Regions from separate parts of the Mus musculus genome. Here region 1 is linked to region 2. A link is a contact called in public Hi-C data. All regions are on one chromosome and are shown on one strand. The core of a region is the stretch at or near the end of the contact, and the rest is flanking DNA. Distances in the headings are between cores, read along the strand shown. Region 1 has its middle 43 kb from the start of Gm41079. Region 2 overlaps Mast4 (microtubule associated serine/threonine kinase family member 4).

Region 1 (5,367 bases), core at 223-2,722, 250 kb before region 2:
GGGTGGATACTGGTGAAGACACACTGAGAACTGGTATCACAACAAGGTTGGTTAGTAAACTACACAGACACAGGCAGCCTTCCATCTGAGAAATTAAGTCCAAAAAGTCAAAGAGTTAAAAGCTAACAGGAAGAAATGGGCCAACATATCCTTGAGATCTTGAATAATGACTTCTAACAAGACTAAAAAATACACAAAAACCAAAGTTCATAGATTGGACTGCACCGATGTTAAGTAATCTGAACAGCAAAATAACTCAGGGTAAAGTTGCCAGATGAGTAACGTCTAGGAGGAGACGTCTACAACATTTTCCAAATGCAAAGACTAGCACTCCGCATCCTTGCACGAGTAAGGTCTCATCCTGACCTCTGCTCAAATACTACCAACTGTGGAGGAGGATTTTCTGTCCAAAATATCACGCAGGTGTTAATTCAAGTTTTCATTCTCTAGCTCCTTAACACGTATCATTAAATAATTATGTAATATAATATGTAATAGTAACATAACTATCTGCTCATTTTCTTTATCCCAATAAGGTGAAAGAGAGAAATGTACCCCTTGTTTTATTCATTCATTGTACGGCCTTAGCATGTGTGCTGGGGTCTGACCTATAGCAGATACTCATGACATCTATTAGATGAATGAACAGACTTCTCAGAACGAACATGGGTGGGCACAGAATCCCGTGGGGAAACAGCAAAGGGTGCATGTAGGTACTTCTGAACCTGATTTTGAGTTTTTGTTTGTCTGCAGGAGAGATGGGAAACAGAGGCTTAAAAATAAAGTTTACAGTTTGGATCTGAAATGTTCCCCCAAAGAGTGATTTTGTTAAGCTTGTTTCCCCATGTAACAATGACCAGAGAAAGGGCTTTGTGAAGTGACTAGGTCCTGAGTGTTCACGCATTAGCTGTTTGCATCACAGAAAGCACGAATGACGCTCCACCTCCCCTTGTGACTGACAGCAATGGAACCATCCAAACACGACCCCAAGCCCCAAAATGATGGTTAGAATTCAGCTCTTCCTATTAGTTGTTTTCTCAGGTGTTTGTCACAGCAACAAAGAACTAGCAATCCTTAAAAAAAAGCAAGCATAAAAAAAACACAAATATCCACATAAATTAAAACCACGGGGAGAAAAGATATGTACCCCAGGAACATTCTCTTTAAAGGAGTCAAGGACCTTCAGTGTTAGCTAAGAACAAGGAGGAGCCAGCGTAGGAAAGCTGGGAGTCCCTGCCAGGAGGCCCCTTCATCGGCTTATTTAATTGCTTTAGAGGAGAGCTGGCTACTTCTTGCCGTTCTTTTCTAACCTGTGAAAAGTAGCAGTCGTTTTCAGCCATGTCCCTGCCTCACAAGTTCAATAACATAGCAATTGTACACTAATTTGAAAGAGAAGTTAGGAATTAGCTGCAAATTACTATGATTTGGAAAGAAACGCTTGTGTTTAGGTTATTGTTGCCTGCCGTGAGGATTCTAATTCTCCCGTGGGCCCATTCAGTCTCTGGCTGAGAACTATACGCATTGCATAGAAGAAGTGTATGCTATGGGAAGCTCCAGTGACCACCCTGGGTATGTGCAGAGAGATGGTTGACTTCTGTCACAACAGTGTCTTTATCAGCATAGGCCTGGATTTACTCTGAATAGCCAGAGTGGTGCAATGTATGATCTGTGGCCAACTTGGCGGCCATTGTTTCTCCTAGGGAGTCATTCCATTAACATCAGCAAGCTCACGGAAGAGGTCAACCTTCCAGCTGCCTTCTCGAGGAACCAGTCACATCCCATATAATTTCTATTATGATTTCGATGATGGGGGAGGGGAAGCCTTAACAAGAAAGACACCAGAACGTTGTCTGCCAAAATCCATGAGCGCAGGCCATCAAAATTAGAGTTTTGTTACCAAATTATCTGCTCTCTTAGGACATAGGGGCTAATGGATGATAAATTCTATTACATTTCCTAAATTGTCAAAAGGAAGGCTTATTATGAGAAAACAGCAACAATATTCTTTTGTTGGGGAGAGGGTCAGCCTGACACTTTTTAACAGCAGTTTATAAGACCTCGGATTCAGGGGTAGCCCCTTCAGAAAGAAGAGGCAGGGCATGGGATGGATTGTTGTTTTCGTTCGGTACTGGCATGGAAGATATGTTTTGAAACCATCCACTATGCAGAGCTCCCCCTGGCTCCTCACAAGGCTTTCATGCAGAGGATGGGCTGAAGCTGGAGAGTGAGCCGATCTGCCAGTCACTATGGCGAGTGAAGCCCCCTCCCATTCCTCTGTTTTTCATCTCATAGCTCACACTGTTTCCTTTGATTCTCAAAATCCCATGACTTGCACAGACACGGCTTGCCAACTGGCACTAGACTAACAGTAAACGAAGGTTTGACATCATCTGGCCAAACACCGAGCCAAAGAAATGAGTCTGCCTGATACATGCACATCCTGGCTTACCTTGGAACACCATTCCTCGGCTCATAGAAGGCCAGTTGTGCTTTTTCCACATCGAATCCCAAAATACACACCACCCGCCAAAGGTGAATGTGTTACAAATGGTAAGGAAGGCGAGGGAACCTTGCCGTGTCAAATGTACTCAGAGCAGTCTGATGGAGGAGGATTGTGCATCCCACGTTACGTTCAGCGCTTTGTACCTCCAGGATTTCCACTATAGACTATGTGACTCCACCTGGTTATAATTTGTAATTTACCAGAAGAGTCTGTGGAATGGTCTCCCCTTAGGAGACATTACCTCATCGATCTTCCCCTGGTCCCTTGGGAGATCTGAGAGAATCAGGCTTGCTAGGGAAGAGAAAGCAAAGACGAAGCTCCTAGTTGCTCAGCTGAGAGCAGTTCATAAAAGGACATGGCAGGACCCCTGAGTCTATGACCAAGACTCCTGTACCTCAGAAACTACCTGAAGACAGAGCCTTCCTGCCTGTGTAGCCGTGGCTGTCCCACACTGAGGATCCAAGGCCCCTCCTGGTTCAGGCTCTGTGCTCTTCGTAACCCTCTACAGCGACGGTTCTCAACTGGAGCGTGGACCAACACTTTAAAGGGATTACATATGAGATACATATCAGATATTCCGACTATCCAGATATTAACACTATGATTCACAACAGTAGCAAAATTACAGTTATGAAGTAGCAATGAAAATGATTTTATGGGTGAGGGGTCACCACAACATGAGGAACTGTATATATTAAAGGGTCTCAGTATTAGGAAGGTTGAGAACCACTGCTCTGCGATTTACCTAACTCCCCATTGTATTTCTGAATTTAGCCTAAATGTGCCAACTGTTGAATGGAGTTCTATAAACATTTTTATGATGTTTAATGGTAACCAGATTACAACATTTTAAAACAAGTTTGCTGTCGGTGACTTTTGCAGTCTGGTTATCCAGCCTGCTTTCCCTTCTGCTCTGGGACCGGGGAGAAAAGACCCGAGTGGATGGCTTTTGAATTACAATCATGATGGTGTGGTCCTCTTAAAGGAAGTACTGACAGAGGAGAGTAACTGATTTCAGACTTAGAGAAGATGTATTCCTTGAGACTGAAGAAAACTTTCATAACAAATGACTCAGAAATAAAAGCTGCGCATAGTCAAAATGGAGGTACCTCCGAGAGAAACAAACAGGAAAGGGAGCCCTTTGCGTTGATATAGGTTCAAAGGGGTAACGCAGGAAACCTAGGAACGCTGTGGGTGAGGGAATTGGGGTGCAGAGAGATGAAATAACTCACAGCACCCAGCTGGGTGTCTGAGCTGAGCGCCCTAGCAGAATTCTAAATCACCTCTAAGTGTTTTCTTAAAAATAAACCTGATGGGACCTCACACCTACTCAGCTTCCCGAACCCAAAGTATCTCAGCCAGTTTCACAGAGCTGTTGATCAGGGAGAACGGGCTGGGGGGTTTGCGCAGCCTCCGTGATATCAGCTCAAGCCAGGTTATTCCTTGGTGTAGGTAAGTGAGCAAATCTTGTGGGAAGACAAAAGCCCTCATCACGCGGAGCACCTAAGTAGAAATCAATTTGTTCCTGCAGCTGCTTCGAGCTGCCTCGACCTCGGAGTACACGGATAATCCCCACACAGTCTTGCTCTTCAGGGCCCAGCATTGGAAAAGCCGGTAGGATAGAGTCAAGTCCTTGTCACTAGCGGGGCAGCTTGAGGGGAGCTTCTCAACTAGGGGAGGGTGGAGGGACTGGGCTCTTCACGGGGAAGGGCTTTGAACTTGAAGGGCTGCATCTGGAGATCAAGGTCATCCCTGCTCTCAGTGCGACTTTCTGCCACTTTCCTTGGGTTGTGCCTACGATAAGAAAACATTTTTAAAAAGCTATCGTGAATTCCAGTGGTCAGATCCCCTCCCCTCACAACAGTTTGAATCAAGCTAACGTAATTTGTGGTCACTGCATTACAGACATAGTACCTGGGACAGTGTACGTTTGTTCAGGAATAGGCTTCCTAGAAATAGGTCTGTCTTACTGCGACAGTTATCAGTGCGTGCTGTTCGTTGTCACCTGACCACGTCTATGCTTTTACCCATTCTTTCTTCTTTACTCAGCCTCCCTCCTCTTCTCCCTCCCTTCCTTCCTTTTCCTTCCCTCACCTCTCGTTCTTTCTTGCTCCCCACCTTACTCTCCTCATCTTTCTCCTCTCCTGTGTCCCAGGCCTGCTGGTGACCCTCACATTACTTTATTCTGTCACTGGCATGGCTGAAGACAGCTCTTGGTCTCTACCCCGCTGCAATTCTGGAGCCGGTCTTCAATACTGATTCTTATTCAACCACAGGGACTATTCAAGGATGATTTATTAGCTTCCTGCTGCTGCTACAGAAAATGACAAGAGGATGTGAGGACTATACCTGTGACATCCCGACACCCCATTGATTACCAGTCTTGATCTAGCTGCTGAGGTGGCTGGTTAGGCAGGTGGCTCCTTCCTTTCCACTTTATATTTGTCCCTCCCAATGCCACACTGTCCCAGAGGTTGATGCTCCCTGGTAGAAGAAGCTGTTCTTCAACCAGACTGTGAGGATAGCTGTACTCTCCTGCTAGAACATCCAAGCAAGCCCCAGGGGTCCATTTGTGGGGGAAATTAGGGGAGCCAAGTTTCCAGGGACTAAAAGGGAGAATGAGAACAGCAGCTACAGGGAAAAAGACACACACTCACACAGCAAGAGACACAGAGACAAACAGACAGACACACACACAGACAGAGGGAGAGAGAGAGAGAGAGAGAGAGAGAGAGAGAGAGAGAGAGAGAGGGAGAGAGAGAATTGCCATAAACTTGATGTCTCGAAGCAATACACATTTTGTTTTTCAGTGTTGTGGTTTGAACCTACGACTTGGTGCATGCTAGGTAAGCATTCTACCATTG
Region 2 (5,305 bases), core at 187-2,686:
TATGTGTTTGTGAAGATGTTCATGAGCAAAGGAATTGACCTTCTTGAAGTTGACAGGCGAGGGAAGTAACATTATCAACGTGGTAATTTGCATATTCCACTCAGGAAAGAAAACCCAATGTTCTCAAGCAGAGAACCTTGGGGTACAGCTCAGCGCAGGTGAATGTCATTATAGTTTGATCCAACACAGTTTAGGACATTTCTAAAACTTATTTTATATTGCCGATTATGTCTGTGATCCCAGGAATTAACTACAAAATCAAAGAAGCCAGGCATGGGGTGTGTGCCTGTAATCCCGGTATTTGGGAGATGAGGCAGGTGAATCTCAAATTTCTGGACTTTTTCCTCCTGACAGACATCAAAGATAGAAAATGATGTTGTTATCTAGTACACTTTCCGGTGTAAATATATTCTATTGATGCCTTATTTGAAGATAAGTCCATTTATTGAGAAAATGATCGCAATAAACAGCTAAATCATTTGAGTAAGTTAGGGCTTGGGGAATTGCTGGCTTACCAGACCTTGTAAACATGAAGGGTTTTACTGACTCTTATTTTTTTTTCTTCCATTTTCTTTTTGTTCTCAAAAGTTTTTTTCAGATAGGTCTTTTAGTACCGGCTGGCCTCACCCACTATGTAGTGGCAGCTGGCCTTACACTTTCAACTCTGCCTTTACCTCCAGAGTGCTGGGGTTACATACAGCATGAGTCACTATAGCCAGCTTGTTCTCATAAAGTAACCTACTACAACACATAAGTTAGTAGGGGAATATAATGTAAAAATAGATGAAAATAAGCAAGAATAGAGCAAGCACAGAGCCAAGGGACCTCAGCAGTGGCATCGTGACATAGATCCAGTAAGTCTTTGTTGTTGGGGCAGCCGAGTGCTTGGCAAGTTAAATTTAGTAGCGTCTCTGGGCTCAGATACGACACTTCCCATTTCCTCCAAATCGTGAGGTCCAAGAGTGGTTCCAGGGACTGTTTAGTGTGTGTGTGTGTGTGTGTGTGTGTGTGTGTGAGTGAGAGAGACAGAGACAGAGACAGAGACAGAGAGAGACACAGAGAGAGAGACACACACACAGAGAGCGCGCATTATGAGAGAGAGTATGTGTATGCATGTGTGAGAGAGTATGTGTGTATGTGTGGGTATGTATGTGTATATATGAGGCTGAGTTGCATGTGCAGATATGTGTGGATATGTGTGTGTGGCCACGTGTATATATGTATGTGTGCTTGAGATTGTGTGAATGTGTACGTGAGTGAGTGAATGAGTGAGTGTGTGTGTGTGTGTGTAAAAATCTCCACAAATCTCACTTTAGAAGATAAAATGAAGTCTGTCTGCATAAAGTTAAGATTAGAAATGGGACACATTGCACTTCCTGGTGAGGAGTCAGAGGCTTTGCCTAGGTGTCTAGAGAGATGTTGCTAGGTATGTAGTTCCCAAGGGAAAACCCTCCCAACAGCCCAGCAGCAACGACACTGGTTCTAGTGCTGAGGCCTGAAAACATCTTTCCAGTGTCCCTCTCCAGGCTTGAATGTCCTCCTACTGGGTCTGTATTGTTTACTGTTGGTCTGCTTACTCCCACGCCCCAGACTGAGCCTAGCATATCGCTGCTTGATAAGCTGTGTACAGTTGTGCACATCTGTATTAATCCTAGCAATCAGGAAGCTAGGGCAGGTGGGTCTTGAATTTGAGGCCAACCTGGCATAGACACTGTTTCAAAGAAGAAAACAGTAATAGCAACAAAACTGCTTACTAAATAAATATTTATACGTGGAGATGAGTGTTGATCAGGGCCCCGTGGTGTGCATTCCTCCCTTGTACACTCTGGATCCGAGCGGCTAGATTTGGAGGGATGTTGCTTACAGCATCATTAAGTAGAAGCCCGTGTTCTTGGGGGGGATGTAATCCAGACTGATTGTCAGCAAAATCAATTAGCAGACCCAATGCAGTATGGTCAGGACTGTCACTCTCTTGGTGGCCTGACAGGTCAATACTTAGATATTAGAAAGCAGTAAGGGGACCTGGTTTATTCTTTAGGCAGTGCCGTGAATAAGAAGTGTTTTCTTACATACTCTTGAGCGGTACAGAGCAGTGGTGTGACTCTGAGCCATGTGTGTTGCCTGTCAGCTGAGCTGAGCCTTGCAGACAGTGCCAGAGTGCGCACCAGTGTTTTAGGCTATGGACTGCTTGGATGTGTTAGCCCCTTTCATGCCTCAACTACATGTCCTCGTCACCTGACATCTAGTCTTCAGACGGAAGTGGCTTGCCTGGAGCATGGCCCTAGAATTCTGTCCCTGAGCATCTGGAATGGATTCAAGGCTCCTCCCAAACGCTATACCATGGCTGATGACACACACAAGGACAAGAAAATGTGACTTCTTATGAATCAGGCATTCTGTGTCCCATCTATTCTCTCTTAGCCTATACAAACAAAAAAACCAGACAAACCAAAACCAAACCAAACCAAAAAACCCTGAAAACAAACAATCGAAATCAAAGTCCCAGGTAAAGTTGCAGCAGGTTTAATTTCCATGTAGAAATGTTCGCCTGGGTGATAGAAGAGGTGACTTTTGTGAAATGGATTGTAGCTACAGCAAGCACAAATGGTGCCCTTTCTATTTTATCAGATGTTCAGGCGCGAACATGTACGAAAGCTGATAATCCTTACATCCCACTCAGGGGATCAGTATGATTGTTACTAATGTTCTGTGGGTGAAGAAATGATGCATTAAGAGTTAAATACGTTAATAGAGACGCTTATGTGTCAGCTCTGGTCTGAGCACCTAACTGTTGTGGAATTAGTGACAATCCTGCCGTAAACGTCTCTAGCTACAGAAGGCTATTCTGTCAGTTGCTTGTTTGTTCTTTTAAGTGTTGGCTTAAAAGTAAAATCTAACTTTAAAATACAGTAAAGTCGTTCTAAGTTGCCTATTTGATTCTGTATTGAGTGGTGAGGAAGAGAGAGAGAAAGGATAAGTACTTGATGGGAGCTATAAGCAAGGTCTGCGCAGTTTCCTGATTCAGGTATTTTTGTATCTTTGGTTTTGTTTTTTTTTTTTTTAGAATATTTAATACCAAGAAATAGAATGACTGAGCAACGTTTTCATAACCTACATTCCTAGTCAATCCTTTTCTCTGTTTAAAGCACAAAAGAGGACGTTAGCCATGGCTCCATTAGGAATGCAAATGACATTGGTGATACTCTTTGGACTTGTGAACTTTGGCCGTAGGGCACGTGCATTCTGGATGGGTCTTTAAAATGCAAGTGTCACATCTTGGGAATGAATGCAGAATTACAGAAAAGAGGAATGGAGCAGAAAGAGACTCGATTAATGGACACACGTGAGTATGCCAGTAGGGATATAGTTAAAAGGTCGAATAATTCATTATTTAGGAATCACCTTCAGAGATAGCCCTGTCAAAAATTAGCATGCTGGTTTAGAATAAAAAAAAAAAAAAAAAACTCTTATAAAGGATGCCATTTGATATGACCTAAGGCTCTCGCCATACGTGAAATGCTCAATTTTGTCAAAGTACTGGAGATGCCTTGTAAGATTTCAACTTGGTTACATTTGACGTGATTTCTTAGTTTTTCAACGATAAAGGCTCTTTATGGCATGTGTTCTCTATTTTCACTATTATATTTTAACTAAATACTTCTACATATCAGACACTTGTTCATACTAAAAATCTTTCTTTGGTTTCTTTTCTTTTTTTTTAATGAGCCCTGTTGTAAGGGTGAGGCAGAAGAAACAAACTTGCAGAATTTCTTGTTACTCCAACTATAGCTGGGGAAGAATGACAATAAACGAGCATAAAGGATCTCATATGTGCCGTGGCAGCAGATGTATGAAGAAAAGAGAGGGGAAGGACTTAAGTGAGGAGTATAGTAATCTGTGCATTAGCACCGAAGCCTCCCAGGGAGACTGCCCCTCAGGTGGAGCCCTGGACATGGGGGAAGCAAGCTAAGAGTGTCTCCCAGGAGGGAAAAAATGCACAGGAAGATGTTTGCAGCCATTGCAGATCTGCAGAAGAACAATGTGTAATGAGAACAGGGGAGAGTTGGCTGTGTGAGGCAGGTGGAAGGGCCTGGCAGGCCAGTGTGCAGACCCTGAGTTGTTTTGAAGGAGTGTCTGGGAAAGGACTCCAGAAAATCAGCTGGCGCATCTGGCATATGCTTTCAAAGGGACACTGGCTACTCTCCTGCTGTTAGCGAGAAGGCAGAAGGAGCCTTTGGGAGGTTGTTAAAGGAGACGTTGCTATGTCAGGGACAAGGTGGTAGCAGGAGAAATGGTGAAGCGACTGGGACTAGAGCTGTATTGGGAAGGATGAGTTAGCAGACCATACTGTTGGAGTTAGGACTGTTTATAAAGCTTGTGAGCTGATTAGCCAGGGTAAATGAGTTTCTGTCTGTAACTGTAAGCTGAGCTGTCTCTCTGTCTCTTTGTAAGATCCTTGTAATCACACAGAAACCTTGAAGGGAAGAACGGATGTGTCTGGCAGTGCCATGTCTGAAGATCAAGTGGGAGAATGCAGTTAAGTTGGAAGCATGCCGTATGTGTTTGTGGATGGTGAAAGTGTGCACTAGGGAAGTAGGAAGATGGCGCCATGACAGGGGGGGCTCAGCCCAGGAAAATGTGCGTATGGTTGACATCTGCAGATGTGGGAGTGATGGGGAAAGCCAAGGGACCAAAGATGAGATGCTCTCATGAATGTCTTGACCCACTTGTGTTCATCTTTGTTGAAGGCAGGAGCCACAAGTAACCATGATGCATTCTGTTCTTCTCAAGCCTTTTTGCCAGACAGCAATGAGAGACAATTACAGCAAACATAGATGTGAGATTACTACACGAATTGCTTGTGACGAACAGTCACGGGACCTGTGGTTTTGTGAACTTTCCGTCACGACTATAACAGATTTCTCTTCGTCATGCCACCTTGGTTCTCTAAGATGTTTTTGTAGTTCCTGGGACAGGCTTCCAGCAAGAGCAACTGTCCCACTGTGGCATGGAGCAACATGCTCTACCTCTGTATGAATTCTTAATTTAGTAATGGTCAAATGGACCTTTGTCCAGTGTTCTATGGTTCTTCTTTGAAGTAAAGGACTTTGTGAAACTAACATAGGGAATTTTGAGGAAGTCCAGGCACCAGAAATCAGGATTGATTGGCAGATCAAAGAAAGGCATCTCTTCAGATGACCTCTTCAGTACAATGTGTTTATGGCTAGCAGCCTGCTAGGTGACCAAGGAGTGGGATTGGATTCTGTGAGTACCCTGCTGTTTGCTGAAGGAGAGACCCTGGAAG

Evidence for each region. A called contact is a pair of places that touch in the nucleus more often than the background predicts.
Region 1: a Hi-C map of olfactory sensory neurons shows a contact between it and region 2, with 2.5 times the contacts expected there. The contact joins two enhancer-like sites. A contact is called at or near these places in 19 of 484 Hi-C or Micro-C datasets (the G1E-ER4 cell line, the HL-1 cell line, cerebral cortex and 7 more) and 1 of 9 other capture datasets (pancreatic islet).

The regions. Positions count from the first base shown.
Region 1 is chr13:103,420,551-103,425,917 of GRCm38.p6, reverse strand. No RefSeq gene overlaps it. Among named protein-coding and RNA genes, the nearest start is that of Gm41079, 43 kb to the left of the region's middle. Within about 2 kb of position 1,472, at least 5 of the 459 cell types and tissues checked have an H3K27ac peak or open chromatin away from gene starts, as enhancers often do. A contact at or near this core is called in olfactory sensory neurons, where this site is marked.
Region 2 is chr13:103,174,987-103,180,291 of GRCm38.p6, reverse strand. All of the region lies in intron 1 of Mast4 (microtubule associated serine/threonine kinase family member 4), which reads left to right. Among named protein-coding and RNA genes, the nearest start is that of Gm30050, 81 kb to the right of the region's middle. Within about 2 kb of position 1,436, at least 3 of the 459 cell types and tissues checked have an H3K27ac peak or open chromatin away from gene starts, as enhancers often do. A contact at or near this core is called in olfactory sensory neurons, where this site is marked.